7 separate regions of the Mus musculus genome follow, and all the other regions are linked to region 7. A link is a contact called in public promoter capture Hi-C data. All regions are on one chromosome and are shown on one strand. Each heading gives the region's core, a stretch centred on a gene start, on an enhancer-like site or on the middle of the called end of the contact. The rest is flanking DNA. Distances are from core to core; before and after follow the strand shown.

Region 1 (3,254 bases), core at 400-2,899, 1.5 Mb after region 7:
ACTAGGACATGACGGATTTCAGCACCCATGACGGTGCCATTTCCTTCCTTGTCAAACACACGAAGGCCTTCAACATAATCCTCGTAGGTTCCCTGGTCCTTGTTCTTGGCCACGGTCTGCAGCATGGGCAGGAAGTGCTCAAAGTCCAGCACCTTCACATTCATCTCTGTCATGTGGGAGGTGGAGGTGTCAGACAAGAGAAGTCACACATGTTCTCAGGACATGACGGTAGGGAACACAAGGACGGCCAGAAGAGGGAATCAGAACTGGATGAGACAAAACTTGCTCAAGTTTGGCACCTATGCAGATAAAGGGATGACTTTAGCTGAACAACCATGAACCCACTACATTCTTGAAATGCTCACCATCACTCTTGGGGTTCCCTAGGACCTTGAGCACCTCGGCGTTGGTAGGGTTCTGGCCCAGGGCCCGCATCACATCCCCACACTGGCTGTACAGGATCTTGCCATCACCTGTTCGGTCAAACAGCTGGAAAGCCTCCTTGAATTCTGAGGATTCAGAAGAACGGCAGCACCAGGGATTAGCCCCGTGCTTGCTGCACAGCTCTGCTGCCAATTCAACTTAAGTCATGCTGCAGAAACCAGATATCTTGTCCTCCTCTATACACAAGACTACTCCTAGGGATCTATTTCTATCAACTCAAATGCCCCACATAAAGACAGGCAACCTTCTTTCCCTTACCTTAAGGTGGTAGCCATCTGTTTACACACCCCCTGAGCTGCGGCAGGCTAGGCTCTCCACCACTACTATACAACTCCGCAGGAATCTGCCACCGCCCAGGCTAGGTCCTGCCCATATAAGGAAGTAAGAGCCTGGACTCTAGCCTCCCACTCCCACCCTTCCCCTCCGGGAGACCTTCCAAGAGGTGAAGCCACATCCTTAGCAAACTCTCCAGTGCCCATCTTAACAAAATATCAAGGCACTGCCCTCTACAGTACTCAGAATCCAAGCTTAAGGAGGGGACAGTTATCAGAGGAGAGGCAAAAAAAGAAGCAGCAAACCACAAGCGTAATAGACCCGACACATAACAGGCACTAGTCAAATTGTTTCACACACCCACACCACCTAAAACTCACCCAGCGCTTGGGGCTCAGATCTGGAGTGGAAGGGGAAGGAAGAAAGAATGAGAAAAGAAAATGGAGGATCTAGAGCAGAAGGAAATCCACGGGGCACTCTCCTGGGAGCGCTGGAGGTGACAGGTTGGGATCAGAAGATAGATGCTAAAGGAAGGGGGTCCCTCTCGGTAAGGATGACCTGAGCTGCGGGTCAGAGACTGCCTACCTGCGGTCTGGTCCTCGGTGAAGTCACACTGCTCGGAGAAGAAGGGATTGGTCAGTTACCTGAGGTCCAACCCCGCAAGCTTCTATCCCGGCTTTACAAACTCCTGTTTGAAGCCGAGGATTCGCTTCCCAGGGCAAAGCCCTAGACATTCCAATCCCACAGCCAACCTTCCAAAACCTGGGCGTGCCCACGTCCACTGCTTTCTCTACTCCCACCCGCGGTCCTCTCCTTGCCCCAAATCCCCCTGATCTCCCGATTCCCAGGGCCCACCATCTTGGCTGCTGAGCTCTGCTGGACCTTTTCCGGCAGTAATGGCTCCGACGCCCTACCCAACCCCAGCCTTAGTACGTCCCATGGCGCATGACGTCACCCTCCGCCGTTTCATCCAATAGGCACGCTAGTCTGGGCTCATGCAGATGACATCACTACATTATTAATGAGGTGGGGGGGGGGCGCCCTACCTCGGCTCAGGAATCTAGCAGGGGGGCCTGGGTTGGGACTCTCGGAAACCTTTCTTCCGAGCTGCACCAAGAGCAGAGGATTTGGGCTTTTGCAGAAGAGAGGACTACCCGCTCCCGTCCTTCCTCTTTCTCAAAAGAAAACTGTCGGAAACCGAAGCAGGAACCATGTTTTTATTTCAAAACTGTAAGTGCCCCCTAGTGGCAGGAACGCGCTTCTGGCCGCACAGGAGGTGGGGCAAGTTTCCGTCGCTGCAGGTTCTACGTGGGGTGGGAGTCGGGGCTGGGGTGGGGTGGGGGTGGGAGGGGGTGGGGGGTGGGGAAGGAAATAGTCCAGCCCTGGCGGCTGCGCTACGGACGGGCGCGGAGACGCACTGCCTGCGCTTCTATCTGGTGGATCGAGGACCCTTGCCTCTCAAGCGGATACCAGGGGCTGGCTGGAGGGCCACCTGCGGAGCTCAGAGGCTTAGGATATGCTTCAGGAAGGCTGCACGAAAGGAGACGAGAGGACTTGAGAAACTGACCTTCGGGTAACTGAGGGTACTCCCACCCCCCTCAAGTCTCCTTACTCCCTGGCCATCCTGCCCCCTCACCCTCATAGTTGATGCAGCCGTTGCTGTCCTCGTGGCCTGCCAGAACAGTCTCTACCTCTTCCTCAGTCATCTTCTCTCCTGAACCCAAAAACAGTTAGAGTCCCCCGCCTTCCCTGCCTCACCAGCCCAAGACATTCTCAGGGTGGTTCATCCTCCCACCCTTGCCCTTTTTCATATCAACGGTGCCTTGGAGCAGGTGAAAGCTTTGACTTGACAGCGAAACAAGCTGCCGGGGTTGAGACTTGCATGGAATCAACACAATTGTGGCTTGCAAAGGGGGACATTGCATTCCCTGCCCTTGGCTCATAGCTGGACACTTTAGCCTCTAGGTGATCTGTCTCCACAATGCTGGCCCTCTTGAGTCTCCTGCCCATAACTGCAGGACCATAAACCCATTCTAGGCTCTACTTAGCTCTTCCAGGACCCCCCACTTCTCCACCCCACAGCTCTGGGCCCTGCCTCACCGAGAGTGGTAAGAACATGTCTGAGCTCTGCACCCATGACCTTGCCGTTGCCCTCTTTGTCAAACACACGAAGCCCCTCTAGGTAGTCCTCATATGTGCCTTGGTCCCGGTTCTTGGCCACTGCCTGCAGCATGGGCAGGAACGTCTCAAAGTCTACACGTCGGGACTTCAGCTCTGGCAATTAGATAGAGATGAGAGAGATCAACTGAGGTGTGGGATCCAGTGCAATTAGATAGAGATGAGAGAGATCAACTGAGGTGTGGGATCCAGTGCCATCCAACCCTACTATTGTGACTTTCATCCCTTTCAGCATTCAGGATGTTTCTCTTCCCTGTGTTTGACGTTTTTTGAGTCCTGAGGTCCATCCTAGCGTCCTCTGTCACCTTACCAATATTCTGTCATTGAAAATTGAAACTGTTGCCAGGCCTGGTGGTGCA
Region 2 (3,209 bases), core at 147-2,646, 1.5 Mb after region 7:
CTTGGACTCTTGGGTTCCTGGTTGGTGGGGGCACAGTCAGATGGGACAGTGATCCAGTCACTCCCCTGGCCCCTCCCACTTCAGTCTCCAGACCACCCCCTCCACCAGCTGGGAGTGTTCACATCTCAAGATCCCAGGGGCTAAATTTAGGCCCAGCAACTGTGGGGGAAGCACAGGTGGTTTCTCCCACTCCCACTCTGGGGAAGGGGCAATGAATGTGCCAACCCCAAACTGAGATCTGGGGATCTGGGAAAGGGGAAAGATCAACAGGACTCTAATGATACCAATTCTAGTGCTCTTCAAGTGTCCATAGTCCCAGAGACACGGAACAGGCTCAGATGGCATTGAATGGGGGAAGGGCAGAAGTTGGGTCTAGGAGCCAGTTCACAGAGTAGAATGTTCAGAAGGTGGGAGAGGTGGCCTTAGATTGGAGAGAGAAAGAGGTCTGATTGTCCTTTCTTCCAGAGCTCCAGCTTAGGGTATATAACCTGGAAATAGTATAGTATGTAATAGATGCCCAACATGTTCACTGAATTAACCTGGGTCTTGATAAAGAGAAGTTGGTTAAGTTGGGGACCGGTTTATCTTATGGGAAAGCAGGCAGTCAGCCTCTGTGAGACCTCTCACTGATGTCACCTGGACTTGGCCCTCAGGTTAATCTCAGCCTTCTCAGGACAGCCCCACTCACGGAAGAGGAGGTGCCATTCTTGTTTTTCCAACATTAGAAAACAACAACTTCAAACCCTTGCATAGCCCCGCCCTGTCGGCAAAACAACGAAACTGGGGGTTGTTGAAACCTGGAATGGGGTGGGGGCCAGGGAACCTGAGAGCAAACGGAGACCCTTTCAAGCCAAGGCTCCTTACGTTTACAGAAGGGTCCCTGCCCACCCTCCTCCCAAGACTCTCAAGTGTGAACTACTGTTCGGCACCAACCAGATCAGAATAAAACCAATTAGAGGGTCGGCGACGCCCTGGGAATAAGGGTAGGCATACAGGAATGCAGTCCCTGACCAGCCCACTCCAAGAACTGAGGCACACGGTCCCCTCCTTGGTGGTCCGAGCAGACCCTGTACCGCACCCCCCAGTTCAAAGCGTCAGAACCCAAACTCCTTGCCCAGGGTCTGCGAGCGCTCAGATTGCGCCCCCAGCTTCCAGCCTGCTGGGGCTCCCGCGCGGCTTACCTGCCTGAGAGTTGCCCATCTCGGAACCCCGGGCCAGGCTGAGAAGGAAACCCAGCACCTGCAGAGTCCCAATCGCACTCATGATTACAGTGGAGGGTGAAGGGAGCCCAGCCGAGTCTGGCCCGGGGCCCCCAAGATTAGGAGGACATCCAGGCGACAGCCACCTGAACAGCCAGCGATTAGGTGGCCGCGGCGGCAGCGGAGGTTGCAAACTGCAACCGGAGCCGTAGTCGGAGTCCGGAGCGGGACGGCAGGGGAGGGTGTCTGTCTGGGAGGGAGGGAGGAAGGGAGGGAGGGAGGGAGTGAAGGGGGAAAGGGGTGAGTCACGGCCGCGCCCCCTCCCGTGCGAGGCTGGAGTCCTGATGGTTGTAGCCCGAGACACCCGCCCAAGCGTGCCCCGCCAGCCCACAGCTTGGCCAAGAGGGTCAAGGAGGGGTCTCACTCCAGCAATTTCCCCCGGAGATGGTTAAGAGGAGATCAAGATTCCAAACGTCCCCAGGCGGGGGAAAGGTAGTGAATGCGCGTAGGGAGAGCGCTCCGAAGCCCAGCCCCCAGAAAGCTGGCCTCGCCCATTAACCAAATCACTCAACTCCCCTAGCCGGTTGGATCACTTGAGGGATTTTTTTTTTCTTTCGGAGTGTGAGTATTTCTATTTTTTCGAGTGGGAGGTTGTTTTTCAGCCTAGCGTTCATGCCACCTCAGTTTCCCCGGGACGCAAAGCCCCGTAACTCATGTACCCAGCTCGGGAACCCGAGCCCCGGAGGCTGCGTGAAATCGCACTGTCTCCGGCCGCTTCCTCCTGCAGACCCGGCGCCGGCTCGGCCTCTCGGGGGGATTTGCCTGGGGGGCGGGGGCGGTTTCCAGCCTGGGAACAGACCCCGGAGTCCGCCTTCCCACTTCTGCCCGGGGAGGGGCTCCCGCACCTGTCGCCGTCCCCTCTGCTGCCCCCCACGGCCTCCCGAGAGAACAGCTGTCTCTGAGGGACCGACCGCGCCGTCCGGACGGCCGCGGTTCCCGCCTCTCCTCCGCGGACCCCAAAGGGCACAGCAACGCTCACCCCGGAGGCGACAGCGAAGAGGGGCGCGGGGAAGTCACCGCACATGACCCCCGGGACCCTGGGTTGCTTCGTCCCGGACGGGTCCGACTGGCGCCCCCTGGTGCCCAACTCCTTACATTTCGCATCCCTTACATTGGCATTCCAAGATTTTGCCCTGAGAATTTATGGTCCCCTCCCCCTAGGCTAAGGCTATCAGCTACACTCCTTTCTTCTCTTTTGTTTATTTTTTGGTTTTGAGACAAGGTCTCATATAGTTCATATAGCTCAGGCTGGCCTCGAATATATTATATGGCTGAGACTGTTGGCTTCCACCTCCCAAGTACAGATGTGCGCCACCATATCCGGCTCTCCTGCTACAATTTTTAAAAAAATTTGTTATCATTCCTGTGTGTATGATCGTTCGCGCTATGATATGCGTATGGAAGCTGGAAGACAACTTTGGGGGAGTCGATTATCGCTTTCCACTTTTACCGGGGTTGTGAGATGGAACTCAAGTCAACAGGCTTTCTCTGCAAACCCATTTAGGTATCTGTAGAGGCCAGAAGAAGTCGTTGAATTCCTCGTAACTGGAGTTACAAATTATTGTGGGCTGCCATGTGGGTCTAACCCTGGTTCTTTGGAAGAACAAGTGCTCTTAAACACTGAGTCATCTTTTCAGGTTCCCCCATACCTCACCCTCTTGCAATGATTCTTTAAACTTGCTAATGAGCCGAGCATGGTGGCACACGCCTTTAATCCCAGCATTCAGGAGGCAGAGGCAGGCAGATTTCTGAGTTTGAGGCCAGCCTGGTCTACAAAGTGAGTTCCAGGACAGCCAGGGCTACACAGAGAAACCCTGTCTCGAAAACAAACAAACAAACAAACAAACAAACAAAAAACTTGCTAATGTATGGATGTGTTTATCCACTCTTGGCCTTTGTGGACCTCCTATGTAACAGTTTCACTAGTAAAAGCAATTAATGGAGGTAAGC
Region 3 (3,215 bases), core at 536-3,035, 1.5 Mb after region 7:
AGAACTGCTGAGTCAAAGTTGAAGCATTGTTAAATGTTACCTCCGTCCCTCCCCAGACACAAAGTAGTAATCATAATTTATGTGGCTGTATTTCCCCATGTCTAAGTATATAAGCCCAGGGGAATTAACCTAAGGTCTTAAAGATTCAGAGGGCTAAAACTTTACTTCCAGTATATCAAGATCACATGTAACCAGTTTCAAAACTATTATCTGAAGTTGCCTGTGGGGTTGGAGATTCTGTCTGATTCAAACCAACAGCAAATACTAAAACATCACCCCAAATAAGGTTATCATTTTGTGTATGTCTTTATGATCATGGGAATTCTAGGTTTGATGATTTCTTATGTGTTTTATTCTCTGGATTCCAGAGGAACTAAGATGTAACCAAAGACACCCTAAATACCTTCTTCCAAGTATTTTGTCAAGTCCATTCTAAAGGCCTAAGGCAGTTTTTTTTTTTTCCTCAAGACAGGGTTTCTCTGAAACTCAGAAATCCGCCTGCCTCTGCTCCCCAAGTGCTGGGATTAAAGGCGTGAGCCACCACTGCCAAGTCTAAGACAGTTTTTATCAAGTGAATTTTAATTTTTAAAATGTTAAAGAGCCGGGCATGGTTACACACACCTTTAATCCCAGCACTCTGGAACGCTGAGGTGGGCGGATCTCTCAGGCCAGCCTGGTCTAAGGGAGTACCAGGACAGCCAAAGCTACACAGAAAGCCCCAAAAATAAGGGGGTAAGGGAGGGAAAGAACTGGAAAGAGAAAACAGTAAAGTTATCTGTCCAAGTGGCAGACAACTGTTAGGAGAGTAAAGATCATTTAAGAAATGCTTATAATCCTAAAATCCGTGTCTCTCTCCACTTCTTTTCAGTATTATAGACAGGCTTGCCCAGCTGTCTAAGCAGAACCTCAAAACACTGTAGAGGCTCTAGGAACAAATATTAAAGGCCGCCTTCAAAAACCGGAGCAGTGGTCATACAGGAAAGCCAGGTTGTTTTAGAAGCTCCAGAAGTGTCTTCCAACGGCCCCTCGAGCTAGGTCAAGGGGCGAAGGGGGTCCCCACTAAGAAGACCTGAAGTAAAGACTTTAGCAAAGCACGTGGTGGGGAAGCACGGTAGGAGAGGAAGTGGGGAGCCATCGATCCGCACACAGGGACCTGGCAACACGTGCCGGCTCAGCTCCCGCGGGTCAAGAGCCGCGACTGGCAGAGGGGCGCTTCCGTCGCCAACAGCTGGCCGCTTCCTTTTCGAGGTGGCCTCACTGCTGCCAGTCGGGAGCATAGATCCGGACAGACCGAAGGGTATGGGCAGAAGACGACGCGCCTTGCCTCCTTACCAACCGCCCAGGGTCGGAGCATGCCTGGGCCCCTCTCTGTACTCCTCGCGGTCGCCGGCCCGCACCTCCACTCTCCAGCCCAGGCATGGCTGCTCAGTCCCCAGGGCGACACCAGATCTCCCCACCACGTCGCCCCCGGCAGTCGGCACGCGCCCCTCGGTGGCTCACTCGGCAAGACCCAGACGCCACAGCCCTCCGGAGAGAGCCCCAAACCTCTCCCTCTCAGCCTCGACTCCAAGACCCCCGAGGCCGCACTCACGGTTGGCGATGTCGCCCCCCATCTTATACTTGGTCACGACCAGGTCCTCGGCGATAGTTTGCTCCTGCTGCTCGTCTTCGCCCGACATCTTCCTACTGCTACTACTGCAGCTTCACTTTCCCTGAGCTGCGGCCTCCGTCTCCCTTCCCAGCCACAGGCTGTAGCTAGAGTCTCTTCGATCCGCGAGGAAAGCGCGAGCAAGCAAGGGAGCGGGAGGGCGGGCAGAGAGAGCGAGAAGCTGCGAGCGCGCGGGCTGAGGCGCAGGGCACACTGGGACAATGAGTCCTGCTGTCGGCCAGTTCCCAGCCGCCCTCGCGGGCTCTAGAACTACAATTCCCAGCCTGCTCCTCGCGCCCGTCCGCCAGGCCCTGGGAGGACTTGCCTTCCCAAGTCTGCGCACGCCGGAATCGCCGGGCACGCTGGGAAGAGTCTGGCCCCGGCGGGAAGGCGGAGCCGTTGGGGAGCTTGAGGGAAAGCGTGGTCTCTCCGGGAAAAACCTCTCATTCACGCCGACCCTGAGCTCGTAACAGCGAGGGGCGGGCCAAGCGGGGAGGGGTGGAGCTACAGGGAGAAAAGGGTTGAGAGGCCGCTGGGCAGGGTGGAACAGGGTGGAGCCTGGAGCCATAGGACTAGGGTCAGTGGGTGTGTGTGTACGTTTTGGGCGGTTGTCCCGTGCGCGTAGCCTTGGATTCCCCTGTCGGCCGGCGCGACCGGCCTGGCTGGTCAAATCCTCCAGTGCTGGGATAACCTCTGGGAGGGGCTGAGCGGAGGTGGAAGTCCTAGGGTGCTGGAAGCGAGCACTAACTGGACAGTCTGGGTGATTATACATGTACCATGGCCTGCTAATAGAAAAAGGCCAGACTTCCTACTAGACTAGAATAAAATAGCACTATTGTTCCAGCCGTGGTTTTTGATGGGGGCCATCTAAGGGAAACGTTTATGAGGGATTTGGTCACTCTTAAGAGTTCTGAATCGCCGGGATGAGGTGGCGCACGCAAAGGCAGGCAGATTTCTGAGTTGGAGGCCAGCCTGGTCTACAGAGTGAGTTCCAGGACAGCCAGGGCTATATGGAGAAACCCTGTCTCGAACAAAAAAAAAAAAGTTCTGCATCATTTCAAGTTTTCAGTACCCAACCTGTGTAGGAAAAAATAAAAACAACCCAAGGCTTGCTTGAGCTTTTTCATTTTCTCCCAACAATCAGGGGGTTAGGGTTTTGTTCCTAATTGTTTACACTTTTGTTCCTTTGTAGGGATCCCCAGTAAAAAACCCTTTAGTAGAAAGGACTAGAAATGCAAAGCCGGGCACTGGTGGTGCACGCCTTTAATCCCAGCATTTGAGAGGCAGAAGTAGTCGGATTTCTGAGTTCGAGGCCAGCCCGGTCTACAGAGTGAGTTCCAGGACAGCCAGGGCTACACAGAGAAACCCTGTCTCGAAAAAACAAACAAAAGAAAAAGACTAGAATGCAAACAGGGTCTGGAGAAATAACCTGGTTGGTATAACCTGGTATCCTTGCAGAGGGAAGGGAGTTCCCAGAACATTACAGTCACCTGTAACTCTTAGCACTGTGTAGTTGGCCTCTGTGGGCATTGCACTCACGTGCACATAACACCATTCCCAAACTCCC
Region 4 (3,128 bases), core at 158-2,657, 1.4 Mb after region 7:
TTTTTTTTTGCGGGGGGCGGAGGGAAGGAGTTTGAGACAGGGTTTCTCTGTGTAGCCCTGGCTGTCCTGGAACTCACTCTGTAGACCAGCCTGGCCTCCAACTTAAAAATCCACCTGCCTCTGCCTCCCAAGTACTGGGATAAAGGCGTGCGCCACCACTGCCCATTTTACACATGAAAATGGAAAGTTAGTTAAAAGCCAGTACCTTGGACATGGCAGGAGCTTACACATCATCTTTAATGTACCGAACGGTTCGGCTCAGGGCTCTGGGACAAGCAGCATTTTCGCCATAGAAAGATAATACGCAGATTCACTCTCCTTTGAAAGACGTTGAACCCGGAACATAAAAAGCAAGCCTCAAGCCAGGTGGACACTGGGGAGGCAAGAGGTAGGCGGATCTCTTGAGTTTAAGGCCAGCCTATCCTACATAGTGAATTCCAGGACAGCCAGGGCAACAAAGAGAAACCCTGACTAGGGGAGAGGGAGGGGAGGGAAGCAAGTTTGACTTGGTTCACAAAGGCACATCCGATTCCTGTTTCCTTATTTTATTGTATCTCAGAGACACCTAGAAGCTTAAGTTTCCTCTGGTACTCGTCATATTGTCTTCAAAGGAAGCAGCTAGCTCTGTATTCTCACGAATAAGCTAGTTACATATGTACTAATGTGAATTGCCCTTTAAAAAAGAGAGTATCTACAACAAATACTATTTGACACCAGATTAGCCTAAGAGGTAATGTAATTGCATTCCTTGTCTTGCTTCCCCGCTTACCTAACACAGAGCGCTTTAAACTCCACCACGACTCTCCTCGGGTTCTCTCCCACCCATTTCCCCTAACCACAGTGTTGCAGCCTTAGGAAATCAAATCCATTAATGTTTCGGGCGGTCTGAGTTTTTGAAGAGCCATCAGGAATACTACAAGAGTGTGTGGCTGGGAGGTGGACGACCCCTGCAGCACCCTAGATCAAAGCTTTGCGGTGAGACACTCCCTCCCTCTCCATCCTGCGGCCTCCTAAGTTAACAGCAGCATCCATCCCCATGACTGTGAGTCACAGGTCGGGAGGCTCCGGGATGCTGACCACAGCTCTGGAAACTGAAGGGCTGGGAGGACAGCAGGCCACGCTGCAGACCAGCTGCCCCGCGGCGACCTCGTCCCAGCGCTGCACCAGGTCTGGCACCCGAGCCGTGCACCACCCAGCACCAAGTAACTCTGCAAGGCGGGACACCCAGGGTCGCCCCGGAGCTTCACACCTGAAGCACATAGAGCCCTCCCTCCCAAAAGGCTACACTGTCCGTCCTAAGAACTTCCGGCCCAGAGCGGAGGCCCAGCTAGCCCCCGCCTCTCATAGGCCGCTCGCAAGGAGCATCCAGGCGCCGCCGAGTTAAATAGAGAGGCGGGGCTTGGTGACGAGCTTCCGCCCCGTTGCGTAGCAGCAGTGGGCGTGGCTAAGGGCTAACCCGAGACAGCGAGGAGTGGTCGGAACCTTCTTCCCCATCCTTACCTTCCCCTTCCCCTACGGGGAAAGGCTGAGACCGGGCACACAGTGTGCTACGCGGCCGCCGTGTCCTCAGCTGCAGCCAGGCCCCGCGTCCGGAGAAACCAGGCTGCGTTCCGGGTGGTGCGTAATGCGCCTGGGCGAGCTTCTAACCCTGGGGGGTTGGGGGGGAGAGGGGGCGAGGTCCCTGTGGATTGGTGCCTGGGTCCGAAGTGCTGGGGGTAGGGAGGAAGGGTGGAGAGGAGGAGGAAAATGGAGGAAGGGAGCTCAGCTGGGAGGAGTCGGGAGGTGAGCTAGCTGGGGGCTCTGGAGCTTTGGAAGATCCTCTGGAGTAGGGAGAGCCTCGGGAAGTGCGGGAGTGGCCTTGGGCCAGCCTGAGGACCCGGGAGGAGCTGATTGCTGGGGCTGAGGGACAACATGGAGTTTAAATGGCAATGATTGACAGGCCTGGAGGCGAAGGGAACGTTCTGGGGGCTAGCCTTGGCAGGGACCGCGGAACCCAAACCTCCGCCCTCCAAGCGCCATAGCTTGGCTTCTTTCCCATGCCTTGTCTTTGGCAGCCTTGTCTTTCTCTTTTATTCCTTCGCCGCTTCTCTCCCCTCCCGCCTCTCCGTGGAGGACTCTTACATTCCTTACATCTTTGACCCTGAATGATTTGCAGCCCCGCTCTCTGATACGCACGATCCATCCACTCGTTTAATACACTGGAAAGCCCACCCCAGTCCAGGAGGCAGGGCATTTGTGGGGTAGAGAGTGAGGGGGGGTGGGAGTAGGGGCAGGAGAAAGACCTGAAAAAGCAGGATGAGGGTGTTTTGGATTGGTACACTAACTTCATTTCATGAAACTTCATTTCAACTGGTAGCAAATGTGATGGTTACCAAGGCCACTGTTCTTGGGAGATTGACCTATGAGAATCTTGGCAGCTACTTCTTATACAGTAGTTTTAACTACTGTAGCAGGATGGGTGGCTACTAGTGTTCCCCCAAGAAAGAGTGGGATTGGATAGTGCCAAGGGAGGGTGAGGGGTGCATTTGTTATGCAGTGTCTTCAGTAAACCTTGTGGCAGGGCCTACTTCCCAGTGATTGAAAAGAAGGAACAAGCATTTTCAAGCATTTCCTCTGGTTCTCACTGTGAGTTTATTTTGCCATTCTGTTGCAACAAGTAATACAGCAGTCTTACACGTGCACTCAGAGTTTATCTCATTTGATTTGCAGGACAATAGGTTAGAAAATGCAAGTGTCATATCTGTTTGACAGTTGGCTACACGGCTTGTTTGAAGCTGTCCTGTCAGTGGATGGCAGAGCTAGGACTGGAATCCAAGCCCACCCTCCTTCCCCCTCTCTCCTGATTCAATGCTTGTCTTACAACTCCTGGTCTGTTTTCCTAAGGGTTAATTTTCCCATTACAGGAGGCTTTTTGGTTTCTGTGTTTGGAATTTCTTGTCCCTAGGAGACCAAGCACAGCCAATATAGTACCTGTTCCTGGAAGCTTTTTTTTTTTTTTTTTTTTTTTCCTGAGGTACAGGTGCATGTGCCAGATGGTTGGGAAATGAAGTGTTGTTCAAAGGAAGGAAGCATTCCTCCTCCCGTGTTATGTGGGGTGGGGAGGAACATCAACTCTCTCCTCTCTGGAC
Region 5 (3,265 bases), core at 302-2,801, 1.4 Mb after region 7:
ACATGAGAGGGTTAGAGCCTGAGAAAGGAATTCCCTTGCTTGGTTAATATACACAGATTTTAACCAGCCTCTGGTGCCCAACAAATCCTCAACGTAGGCCTCCTCCTAGTCCCGTGATACCTGAGGTTATCTCAGGAAAACTCAAATGAGGGCTAGGGAATGTAGCGAAACAGAATGCTTACCTATCGAACAAATTGAACCCCTGGATTCAGTTCCGAGCCGCAAAGGATCCTGGCATGCTCAGGCACACCTGTAACTCCTAGTACTTGAGAGGTAGAGGCAGGAGGATCAGAAATTTAAAGTCATTCTTGGCTGCAAGGCAAGTTCAAGGGCAGCCTGTGCACATGAGTCCCTGTCTAAATTAAAAAGAAAAATCCAAATGAGAAACGCTTGTTTCTGTGTCTCCAGTCACCAGACTTCAAGGCTCCACTTTTGGTCACAAACTCCAAAGATGCCCTGTTTAGAAATCTTAGGTTTGACTAGCTTTCCCAAACAAAACGACTACTCTTCATTGTTATGAAATGTTACAGAATTCTCAAAAATATCTCAAAGTGCCTGGTATCCTAACAGCGAATACAGCGATGCCCAATTTGGTTTGTATGTCACCCTGGTCTAACCTAAAGGAGTAGTGCTGCCTTTTCACTTTCAACCACTCAACTACTGGTTAATAGGAGGGGGGAAAAAAAATACGAAAAACTGCCGTCACGAACAGGATTCGAACCTGTGCGGGGAAACCCCATTGGATTTCGAGTCCAACGCCTTAACCACTCGGCCACCGTGACTCCCAAAACTATGGTTGGCCGCGCGCTTACAGAAAGGGTCCGCACGGGTGACTGGGTGCGAGCGGACCGGTGCAGGGTCGCGGCCCGAGGCTCGTACCCAGAGCCGCTCCCTCCCTCGCACCTTCGCGCCACAATGCTTGAACCTGGGTCGAAGAATCGGGGCTCGCCAGCCGACTCCTAAAGCGGAGGCGACTGGCGAGACCCGAAGATCAGAGGGAGGAGACCCCTCACCTGACCCCCCCGGGTAGCACCAGGGGTGCTGGGTGCACCGGGACGAGGAGCGTCAGGGACACTCGTGGGTTGAAACAGGAATGGTTGGAAGGAACTTATTGGAGCGAAAGAGTTCCACGGGAACGTACGTGCCGGGGGCCACTCGGGGTTACGGGGCGGAGCTGCAGACCCGGGGCTCCCGGCTTCCCCGTGGAGTGGAACAGTAAGCCCCACTGCCGCTGCGAGACCAAGTCGGGGAGGGCTCCGCTGTCCTACAGCCGCGTCCTGCGAGACCCGGGGAAGCAGCCGGGCTGCCGCTGCGGGGAAGTCCGCCGAGCGCGCTCGGGCTCGCCCGCCTCCCACCGCCGCTGCTGCCGGGGTGTCCGCCGAGCGCGCTCGGGCTCGCCCGCCACCGCTACGCAGGGCCGCCGGCAGGGGGCGCTCCGCCGGCCGGGGCCCAGGCGGCGGGAGGCGGCGGTCGTGGCGGCGGGAGGCGGCGGGAGGCGGGCGGAGGAGGAGGCGGGAGCTGAGCTGAGCGGGGCGGGCGGCGGCGGGGCCCGAGCCCGAGAAGATGGCGGTGCGGAAGAAGGACGGCGGCCCCAACGTGAAGTACTACGAGGCCGCGGACACCGTGACCCAGTTCGACAACGTGCGGCTCTGGCTCGGCAAGAACTACAAGAAGGTACGCGGGCAGCGCCGCGCGGGGACAAAGGGCCCCTGGCCGCCGCTCCCGGGGCCGGCCCACCCTGCGGCGGCCGCCGCGCCCCTCCCCGAGGCCTCCCCGCGCCTCCCGCCCGCCCGCCCGCGCCCCTCCCCCACCCCTCCCCCACCGTGCCCTCTGCCCCGGTGCAGCGCAGCGGCGTTGGCGGGGGCGGCGGCGGCTCCGGGCGGCGGCCCGGGCCCGGCAGCCCTCGCCCTCCAGGCTGACCGGTGCCGCCGCGCGCCTCCTCCCCTCCGGTGTGCGAGCCGCGGGGCCCCCGCCGGAGCCCCGCGCCGAGCCAGACGCCAGAGCGGCCCAGGCCTCCCCGGTGGTGCTTTGTGTACGTCCTGAGACAGATGGCAGAGCAGGAGGGTAGACGGGCGCGGAGCAGGCCGTTGAAAAGCGTCTCTACCTGGGGAAATCACCTGTCTCCCAGGGTTACCCTAGTCTCCTTCTAAAGGGCTGCAAACCTCTCAGGGGACAGGACATGGCAGTCTAGGGCAGCAGCCCCTCCAACCCTCCTTTCATAATGAAGTCCTCTGCAAGCCAGCCAGCCTGGCATTGCTTTGGGTTTGAGGTCCAGAGGCTCGGATAAGCTTCATATCGCTAGTCCCCACCCCCACCCTGTAACTGGAAATAAGGATGGGGAACAAAAGGGTTCAAGAAGCCCTATCTATCTTTTTTTTTTTTTTTAACCAATTTTTATTCTTGTGTCTTCATGGTGTCTGGGCTTTTTTTCGTTTTTCTTTTTTGTCTTCGATATGGGCTGCTTCCTCACCAACCCCGGCTAAGGGTTCTTTTCCCTTGCTTTGTTTTACAGCCCCCAACTCTTGCTACTCCAGCCTTGCAGCCAGCCTGTCAGAGTACAGTGGACAGCTTCAGAAAGCTCCACTAATTCTGGTTTGAGTTTAGCCCTGAAACCATTTGGGGTCTCTCTGTTGGGTGTCAGACTCTTGACAAACAGCTGTTGGGTCTGTGACTTGTGTGCACCCTCAGCGTGAGGCTCTGGTTCCCAGTTTTCTGCCTTTGACCTTTTAAAGGGAGATCGGTCTAGGGTCTTGGTGTGAAGCCCCGAAGGCTTTGACAGCTGTGACCTGCTTCAGCTTTCAAGTGCTTAACTCTTTGTCATTTACTTCTCCCTTCACGGATCTCTTTATACCTCCCACCGAGAGGTGCTGACTCTAATTAGGGTAGAGGAAATAAGGGTCAAAAGGTAAAGAGAAAGTAGCTTCCTGGCTCAGTGAACAGAACAGAAAGGTAGGATCCCAGGTAGCAAGGTAGGTATGGTACGGAAGTGTTTGAGTTCACGGATTCCCGGCGGTTGTCTTACTACTTATTTATCAAGCTGGGTGGGTGGTCTGAGATCCTTGCTAGAGAGGAGACCCTACAATGCCAACCATGCCTGGCTTCAGTAGAAGCAAAATGTGCAGGCTTTAGTTTTTAAGTGAGCATGTCCTGCCTCACTCCCTTGCTCTCTTAACACACCATTATGGACGGAAGCCTAGTCTTTATCATGTTTCCCCCAAGAAATACATTGTTGTATCACTTAGAGACTCAAAGGGGTTTTTGTTTC
Region 6 (3,387 bases), core at 47-2,546, 1.5 Mb after region 7:
CCCTGCTACCACGTGTCTAATCTTTTAAATGTTCCCTGAGTAGGACTCAGGCTCCCCCTACTGTTCAAATAAGAGAAGTTCCTAGTTTCCGTTTGGGAATAAAGATACCTTTCTTGATTTCCCGTTTCCTTGACTTCCTTGACTTTGCTAGAATAACTAACCAGATTAGAAGTCAGAGATGCACAGGAATACACAAGATGGGAAAAGGAGCCCCAGAATATAAGAAACAACTGGTAAGAAACAAGCCCTTAAAAGATCATAAATGACGATCAGGTGAAGACTAAATGCCTTCAAAGCCTGACCAATGTTTCAAGTCCCACTAGAAGCAGATAACTGGATATGATAGCCTTCCTCACCCCAATATCCCAGAATTAATACCTGAGGTAGCTCAGGTGAAGTCCGGGGCTCCCGTGAGTCTCCACCTCCACATCACTGCTGGGTTCTGAACAAGAAACAAAAAAACAAAAAACGGAGATTTGAGTAGAACAAGGGAAAAACGTGAAAGGGATATGATGTGGTTTTCATACACTGGAATGAATTCTGACAAAAAGCTAAGAGCTTTGTGGCTTTTAGGCTCCCTTAAGAGGTCAAAGTGAACGTCACCTATCACAAGGAGAAGTCCCTATTAAGAAGGATAAGGGCTAGAACCGACCAATAAAAATTGGGAAGCTGAACTAAAAAACAAAACAGTTCCTGGTGAGGAAGGTTAGCGGAGCTTTACCTCAAGATGAGAAGGATATGGGGTTCAGAATCCGATCTAGGGTTGGAGTTCGGAACGCCAGCCAAACCTGAAAGCTGGACAAGGGCAACAACTGACTAGTGTCAGTGGGAAGGCGAGACTAGACTCGGGGGCGGTGATTACGACCATCCCCCAACACCCTAGAGTTCACGAAAAGTCCTACGAGTTTCCCTGGAAGTCTTCTGGCTTGGCCGGCTCCGCGATGCGGTGCCAGCACTCAGCGGTGGACCAGGTGACTGGGACACTGAGGAAGTGAAAGGGGAGGGGGGCTCGGGGTGACATCAGGCGGAGGGATGGGCAGGGCTGTGACGTCACGGGGCTGGCGTTTGCTTGGGAAGCGAGGTCAGTGAGAAAAGGGGCTCTGTCCTGGGTAACGAGGAAGAGCCAGGTCGGTTCCGGGGGGTTTGGGGGAGGCTCGTGTGGCCGGGCAGAACCCAGTCGCTGGGCCATCCCCGACTCCTCCCCTCCGGGCGCGGCCTCCACCTAAGTCTCCCGCCTCCCTCACCTGCCGCCGCCGCCGTAGTTGCTGCTGCCGCCTGCCGGTCCTCTAGCTTCGACAAAGAGCCGCCCACCCTACGGTTCTTCCGCTTCCTGCGGAAGAAAGAGACGCTCTAGCTACCAGACCCGGAAACACACTCTATGGTCCAACTTGCGTGCTAGTAGGCGCAGGAAGCTCCCAACAAGCCTTGCGCATCACCATGGTAACAGGACTCCGCCGGACCCGGAACTCCGCTCAGCGTCAGGTTCTACGCAGTGGTACCCCCAAAACGTAGGAGTGGCGCTGTGAACGCACCAACTCTGTAACTTAACCTCGGGCGCACACTCAACCGGCTCCAGCCAGATCAAACACCCAAACTATGTCGCCTATACAGAAACACACTCGAGTCCCCACCCCAAGGAACCGCAAAAAAACACGTAACAGCAGTTTGATTCTTCAGCTGACTGCAAGAGGGTTTATTGTACACGAGCTACACTTGGCCACAAGAGAACAGAGCTAGTCCAGAGTGCCGGGGGTCCAGGGCAGAGGGACTGTTTTGGTTGTAAGAAAGGCGGTCATTTCTCCAGGCGATCGCGGCGAGGTGACGTTCCAGGTCTACTGAGACTCATTACCGATGGCAGCACACAGTCCGATAGCTTGTCCCGGCCCTCAGCATCCCTCACTTCTGCTCCTGCAGGCGTCGTAGGTGCACGGGCTGGCTTACTTGGACCTCTGCCTCATCTTTCTTCTCTTGCGCTTCAGCCTGGAATGGAAGGCACACAAACCTGAGTTTTTTTTTTTTCCTTTGCACATCTATCAATACGTACACTTAGTGCACGAGTACAAGAGACGATGAGATTAACAAGCACCAGCTCTGCTGTACTGGGCGGCGACTCCTGCTTCCTTCCCGCCAGATATTTTCTTCCAACCAAATATCCCACACCGAGCTTGCCCCCACTGCCCCAAGGTAGTCTTGAAAAATTAAACGTACCTGCGCATTCTCTTCTTCCGCCACTAAAAAAACCCGATCATGTGAGGAGACAAAAAAGAATGTTAGAGACAGGCTTGTGCAAGGCCATGAAACTGCTCAGAACACAGGGCTTGACAAAGGACACCGGTTCAGTTTTAGAGCCGAATCCCTCATTTTCCCACCCCATCTTTTCTTCAGCAAGAATTTTAAGCCTCTCCCTGACTGCGAACACCCGAGGCAAACCGTCTGGAAGCCCGCAGAGGAACCATGGCGGGGACTAGGTGCCCGATTCACCACCTAAGAGCCGCTCACCTTCGCTCTCATGGCGCAGGAGTCTCTAGAGAGAAAGAGGGAAAAATGCCGTTAGCCCGCTGTGATGATAGTGAATGTGGAGGTCGGATGTTAACGGATTGCACTGGAAACCCGAACGCCAGAAAACCCCGCGACTAACCAAGGAAGATGGCGCTAAGACCGAGAGGGCGGAGAGGGAGGCCTACTGCTATTTAATGGCGTGCTCGGTGTCGTCACTTCCGAGCCGGCCCGTGTGTCGTCCCTTAGGGCGGGGCTGCTCGAGACAGCGACTTCCGGCTGCCTTACTAGAGTGCGTGTTATCAAGCCCCACCTTTCCGTCTATTTTAAGGATATTGTATTATTTCAACACCAGCACCTGTTTCCAGTATGGGACTGAGAAAAAATAGGCGGGGAAAAAAAAAAAAAAACCACTCCGTCTTCTCCCTCGTTGCTTCATGGGAGTTGTAGTTTCTTGGTAAACACTTCCATTTACTACTATTAATAGGTGTGGCTTGTAGTAAAAATTACTAGTTTTGCCCTGGCTTGATGACGCACGCCTTTATTACCAACTCCTGGGAGGCAGATGGATCTTTTTTTTTTTTTAAGTAAAAAAAAAAAAATGTCTTTAATCAGAAAGGATTTCTATTTCCTCACCACAAATACATTAAAGTAAAAAAAAAAAAAAAAAAAAAAAAAACACACACACACACACATAAAACATACATTTATACAAATTGGGAATCAGGGAAAAGTAGCAGAGCCTGGGTTAGGGCTGAGGATCCAGAGCAACTGGGGGATAGCTAATCATCTGTGGCTCTGGGTGTCCTTTAGTCATCTGTCTGTGGTAGGCAAGACAGGCGGACAAAGGATGCAACTCCAGTCTGATGGCAGTGTTACTGGCAAACTGTG
Region 7 (3,345 bases), core at 284-2,783:
TTCATAACCTTGCTTCTTCTAGTATTAAAAACCCTAGGCTCTATTGCAGTACGGTAGCACACACCTATAATCCCAGCACTAGGAAAAAGTAAGACAGGAGGACCAGGCAGGAATTCAAGGCTAATCTCTACGTAATGAGTTTTAGGCCAGCCTGGACAACAAGAGAGCCTGTCTCAACCAGACTACAAAACCACACCCACACCCCCTACCCACACACACACACACACCCAAAAAAAAGAAAGGAAAGAAAAAGATATTTAAAAGATCCTAACATAACAAAGCTACAAATCTTTGATGAGGTTCACTGTCCTAGGTCTCTCCTTCAGAAAATCCATGCAAGCATTTTAGCGAAAGAGCATCTCCAGTTTTTTTTTTTTTTCACGGAAAGCCTATCTTATTTGTTTCAGGTACCCTGAAGCCAACTAGCTTGAGTGTTCTGAACACTCGTCAGCGCTGTCTGCCTTGCAGGAGAATAGAGGTTTGTTAAAAGGAAAGAACTGAGCTGAGTTCTACCCACCCCCAGGAATCCACGTCCTCACTTCTCCACACTCCAGCTCCCCTCCTCCCGCCGCAATGCCAGCTCACGCACCCTGCAGCGCCGCCAAGATTCCCACGATGCCCGTCCCCGCGCCCAGTTCGATCACCTTCTTGCCTCGAAAATCCACATTTTGACTCTCGAAATAGTCACACAGGCTCAGAGCCTATGAGGAAGGGAAAAAGAAAGTGGGAAACTGTCAGAACGGTGTCTCCATATGGGAGAGCCGGGGTCCGGGGACTGGACCTCTCAGGGACCCTCACTTAGGGCAGCCCATTCCTCACCGCATCCCACACGCGTGCCGCCACCCCAAGGCGCGACCCAAAGTTCTGCGTGATGCTCAGCTCGTGCCCACAGAAGCAGAACCGGCTGCTCTCTGAGTAAGAGTCTGTGAAGAGCCGGATCTCCCGTGGGAACACGGATTCGGGCTCAGTTTCCGGATCGGTGCGAGAGCTGGCCATCCGGCAGATAGAGTCCCCGAGCACCCCGGCCAGCGCTCGGATCCCCTCTATCGGTGCGGGGTTGAGGCTGGGGACTGCCAGCCATATGGGCTGCTCCCAGGCACCGGGCCCCGCCTCCCCAGTTCGCTCTCCTTCCTCCAGCTGGACTTCCTAGAGATGGATGGGGATGACCCCCGAGCCCGGGTACCTGGCGCACACAGAACAGGACCCACACAACACCATACGGGCCAGACTTGGTTTGAGACCACCCGGAGAGAGAAGAAATGATGCTTGAGTTTACTGTCAGAGGCGGGTCCCTCACATCCCGCTCACCTGTGGGGCGCACAGGTACCTGTGGGCATTTGAGAACCCAGACTAGGCCAGAACGACCCAAGGGAGGATGCGGGGTGCCCGGAGCTGGCCTCCCCAAAGCACGGTTAGCAATAGCAGGGCGCAGGTTTCCCCTCCCACTCCCTTCAGGGTCCTTTCCCTACGGTGCTACAGAATTTGCTCTTCGCTCTTTAAAAGGCGGGGCCCGCTGGCGGTCCGCGGGCTGCGTCATCACCTCGCGCCGCGAGCTCGGCTCTCCACGTGGACTGCGTGGCATGATGGCGGGAGCCGAAGCCCCCCAGCCGCAGAAGCGCTACTACCGGCAGCGCGCCCACTCCAACCCCATGGCAGACCACACACTGCGCTAGTGAGCGGGCCCGGCGGGGTCCGGGAGGGAGGGAAGGCGGTCGCGCAGGGGCCACCGCTAGGACTTGCGATGGAGCGGGGAGGGTTGTCCGGGTGACACGTCAGCTGAGGATGGCTTAGGGAGATTGGGCAGAAGGCGGAGTTGGCCGGCTGGGAGGGGTCGCGGTGTTGGAGACTTAAAGTCTGGGTGGACTTGCCAGCCAGATCTAGGAAGAGGGGGGAAAAACTATTGCCAAAATGAAGCGAAGCAAGTTGTCATTTCCACCTTCCGGTTTTTCTTTTTAATTTGGTTTGGATTTTGGAGACAGGGTTTCTCTGTGTAGCCCTAGTTGTCCTGGCACTCACTTTGTAGATCAGGCTGGCCTCGAACTCACAGAGATACAGCTTCCTCTGCCTCCTGAGGGTGTGCACCACTACACCCGGCTCCGATTTGGGTTTTTTAATTTATAAAAAGATAAACATATATACACACTCCTGGCCACTCCTTGTTCCATCCTCGCCACACAAAATACATAAACAAAGAGGGCTGGAGAGATGCCTCAGTGGTTAAGAGCGCTTGACTGCTCTTCCAGAGGCCCCAGCAATCACATGGTGGCTGGAAACCACTTCTAATGGGATCTGATTGCCTCTCCTGGTGTGCATGAAGACTGAACACTCATACACATAAAATGCAAAATACACGGGTAAATAAAAATTTTAAAATATACATAAACAAAGTAGTGCTCCAGTGCCTTAGGCAGTCAGTCTCTGGGAAAACCTTACACACATCAGTACCCAGAAGAACTTGGCAGATCTGCAGCCATAGCCTCATGATGGGACTGATTCACACCCTAGAAGCCAGGGGACTTCCCATTACACCTTCTACATACCACATGGTCCCTGCATGCAGAGTTTTTTTCTAAGCCTACCACCCCCCCCCCAACTCTTACACAAAATGTCTGCACTGGTATGTACAACAGTCTCATGTGTCTCATGTCTTCTTTCTAATAGCCCTGTGAAGCCAGAGGAAATGGACTGGTCTGAGCTTTACCCAGAGTTCTTTGCTCCGCTTATTCAAAATAAGAGCCATGATGATCCAAAGGATGAGAAAGAAAAGCACTCTGGGGCCCAAGTGGAGTTTGCAGACATAGGCTGTGGCTATGGTGGCTTGTTAGGTAATAAGCTGGCCCTTTTCTTGGGACAGGGAGAGGCCTGGGTTCTGCCATCTCAGCAGGTTAGAGGCAGGATTAGTTGACCTTTCCTCCTGGGACCAGACAGCAGTGACATCAGTGTGGAGAGCCTCCACCTTCCTTCTACTCTGGGTCTGTGGCCTTTGCCCTGGAGGAGGGAGGGGGCTGCCTCAGATGTATCTGAGAACCCCGGTTGTTCTGTCTAGCTCCAGTGGCTCCAGTCCCTCCGTGAGCCATTCCACTGCCTTGTGCTGGGTCAGTGAGCCGGGTCAGCACAAGCGTCAGAGATCAGCTCCAGTGGCCACTGATCCTGAACCGTCTTTCTCGGGGATTCCACCACCTTCCCTCTCCTACCCCTTCTCTCACCAGAACACATTCTGCTCCACCCTCTCATGGTCTGGAGTTCCTGTTACATTTGTTTTCCAGAGCATGCATGTCAAGCCACTGGTCTATGTTCACATCTTCCCTATAGACAGGTAACAGTGTGTCAGAGCGGTGGAGCGTG

Evidence for each region. Promoter capture Hi-C pulls out the DNA fragments that hold promoters and counts their contacts.
Region 1: a promoter capture Hi-C map of embryonic stem cells shows a contact between it and region 7, with 2.6 times the contacts expected there. The contact joins the promoter of Myl6 here to the promoter of Mettl1 in region 7. A contact is called at or near these places in 3 of 39 promoter capture datasets (embryonic stem cells, hippocampal neurons and stem cell-derived epiblast-like cells) and 2 of 9 other capture datasets (liver and pancreatic islet).
Region 2: a contact with region 7 is called in a promoter capture Hi-C map of embryonic stem cells. The contact joins the promoter of Erbb3 here to the promoter of Mettl1 in region 7. A contact is called at or near these places in 8 of 39 promoter capture datasets (cranial neural crest, embryonic stem cells, frontonasal cranial neural crest and 4 more), 1 of 115 datasets of contacts at active chromatin or transcription factors (embryonic forebrain) and 1 of 9 other capture datasets (liver).
Region 3: a promoter capture Hi-C map of embryonic stem cells shows a contact between it and region 7, with 4 times the contacts expected there. The contact joins the promoter of Pa2g4 here to the promoter of Mettl1 in region 7. A contact is called at or near these places in 9 of 39 promoter capture datasets (the C10 cell line, cranial neural crest, embryonic stem cells and 4 more), 5 of 115 datasets of contacts at active chromatin or transcription factors (bone marrow-derived macrophages, embryonic stem cells and pancreatic cancer cells) and 1 of 9 other capture datasets (macrophages).
Region 4: a promoter capture Hi-C map of embryonic stem cells shows a contact between it and region 7, with 4 times the contacts expected there. The contact joins the promoter of Rnf41 here to the promoter of Mettl1 in region 7. A contact is called at or near these places in 3 of 39 promoter capture datasets (cranial neural crest, embryonic stem cells and liver) and 2 of 9 other capture datasets (adipose tissue and pancreatic islet).
Region 5: a contact with region 7 is called in a promoter capture Hi-C map of hippocampal neurons, with 6 times the contacts expected there. The contact joins the promoter of Smarcc2 here to the promoter of Mettl1 in region 7. A contact is called at or near these places in 2 of 39 promoter capture datasets (hippocampal neurons and liver) and 1 of 115 datasets of contacts at active chromatin or transcription factors (embryonic stem cells).
Region 6: a promoter capture Hi-C map of hippocampal neurons shows a contact between it and region 7, with 6 times the contacts expected there. The contact joins the promoter of Zc3h10 here to the promoter of Mettl1 in region 7. A contact is called at or near these places in 7 of 39 promoter capture datasets (the C10 cell line, cranial neural crest, embryonic stem cells and 4 more), 1 of 484 Hi-C or Micro-C datasets (B cells) and 2 of 9 other capture datasets (adipose tissue and liver).

The regions. Positions count from the first base shown.
Region 1 is chr10:128,492,237-128,495,490 of GRCm38.p6, forward strand. Myl6 (myosin, light polypeptide 6, alkali, smooth muscle and non-muscle) reads right to left here and starts at 1,650. Exons shown (of 7, transcript NM_001317218.1): 1 at 1,573-1,650; 2 at 1,303-1,330; 3 at 366-509; 4 at 1-166. The coding sequence starts at 1,575. Myl6b (myosin, light polypeptide 6B) reads right to left here. Exons shown (of 7, transcript NM_172259.1): 5 at 2,818-2,991; 6 at 2,354-2,431; 7 at 1,921-2,247. The coding sequence ends at 2,219.
Region 2 is chr10:128,588,239-128,591,447 of GRCm38.p6, forward strand. Erbb3 (erb-b2 receptor tyrosine kinase 3) reads right to left here and starts at 1,397. Exons shown (of 28, transcript NM_010153.2): 1 at 1,182-1,397. The coding sequence starts at 1,263.
Region 3 is chr10:128,564,149-128,567,363 of GRCm38.p6, forward strand. Pa2g4 (proliferation-associated 2G4) reads right to left here and starts at 1,786. Exons shown (of 12, transcript NM_011119.3): 1 at 1,592-1,786. The coding sequence starts at 1,679.
Region 4 is chr10:128,410,209-128,413,336 of GRCm38.p6, forward strand. Rnf41 (ring finger protein 41) reads left to right here and starts at 1,408. Exons shown (of 7, transcript NM_001164237.1): 1 at 1,408-1,617. It also overlaps a transcript of Nabp2 not described here.
Region 5 is chr10:128,457,764-128,461,028 of GRCm38.p6, forward strand. Smarcc2 (SWI/SNF related, matrix associated, actin dependent regulator of chromatin, subfamily c, member 2) reads left to right here and starts at 1,552. Exons shown (of 29, transcript NM_001372395.1): 1 at 1,552-1,674. The coding sequence starts at 1,564. n-TScga2 (a tRNA gene) reads right to left here and starts at 782; the gene lies at 701-782. It overlaps Mir8105 (microRNA 8105), which reads left to right and starts at 917; the gene lies at 917-1,005.
Region 6 is chr10:128,546,450-128,549,836 of GRCm38.p6, forward strand. Zc3h10 (zinc finger CCCH type containing 10) reads right to left here and starts at 1,297. Exons shown (of 3, transcript NM_134003.2): 1 at 1,245-1,297; 2 at 379-442. Rpl41 (ribosomal protein L41) reads right to left here and starts at 2,719. Exons shown (of 4, transcript NM_018860.4): 1 at 2,639-2,719; 2 at 2,500-2,524; 3 at 2,209-2,231; 4 at 1,661-1,980. The coding sequence starts at 2,511. The coding sequence ends at 1,938. It also overlaps the pseudogene Gm9176.
Region 7 is chr10:127,040,399-127,043,743 of GRCm38.p6, forward strand. It overlaps Mettl1 (methyltransferase like 1), which reads left to right and starts at 1,534. Exons shown (of 6, transcript NM_010792.1): 1 at 1,534-1,672; 2 at 2,662-2,825. The coding sequence starts at 1,581. Eef1akmt3 (EEF1A lysine methyltransferase 3) reads right to left here and starts at 996. Exons shown (of 3, transcript NM_001205036.1): 1 at 820-996; 2 at 590-701. The coding sequence starts at 996.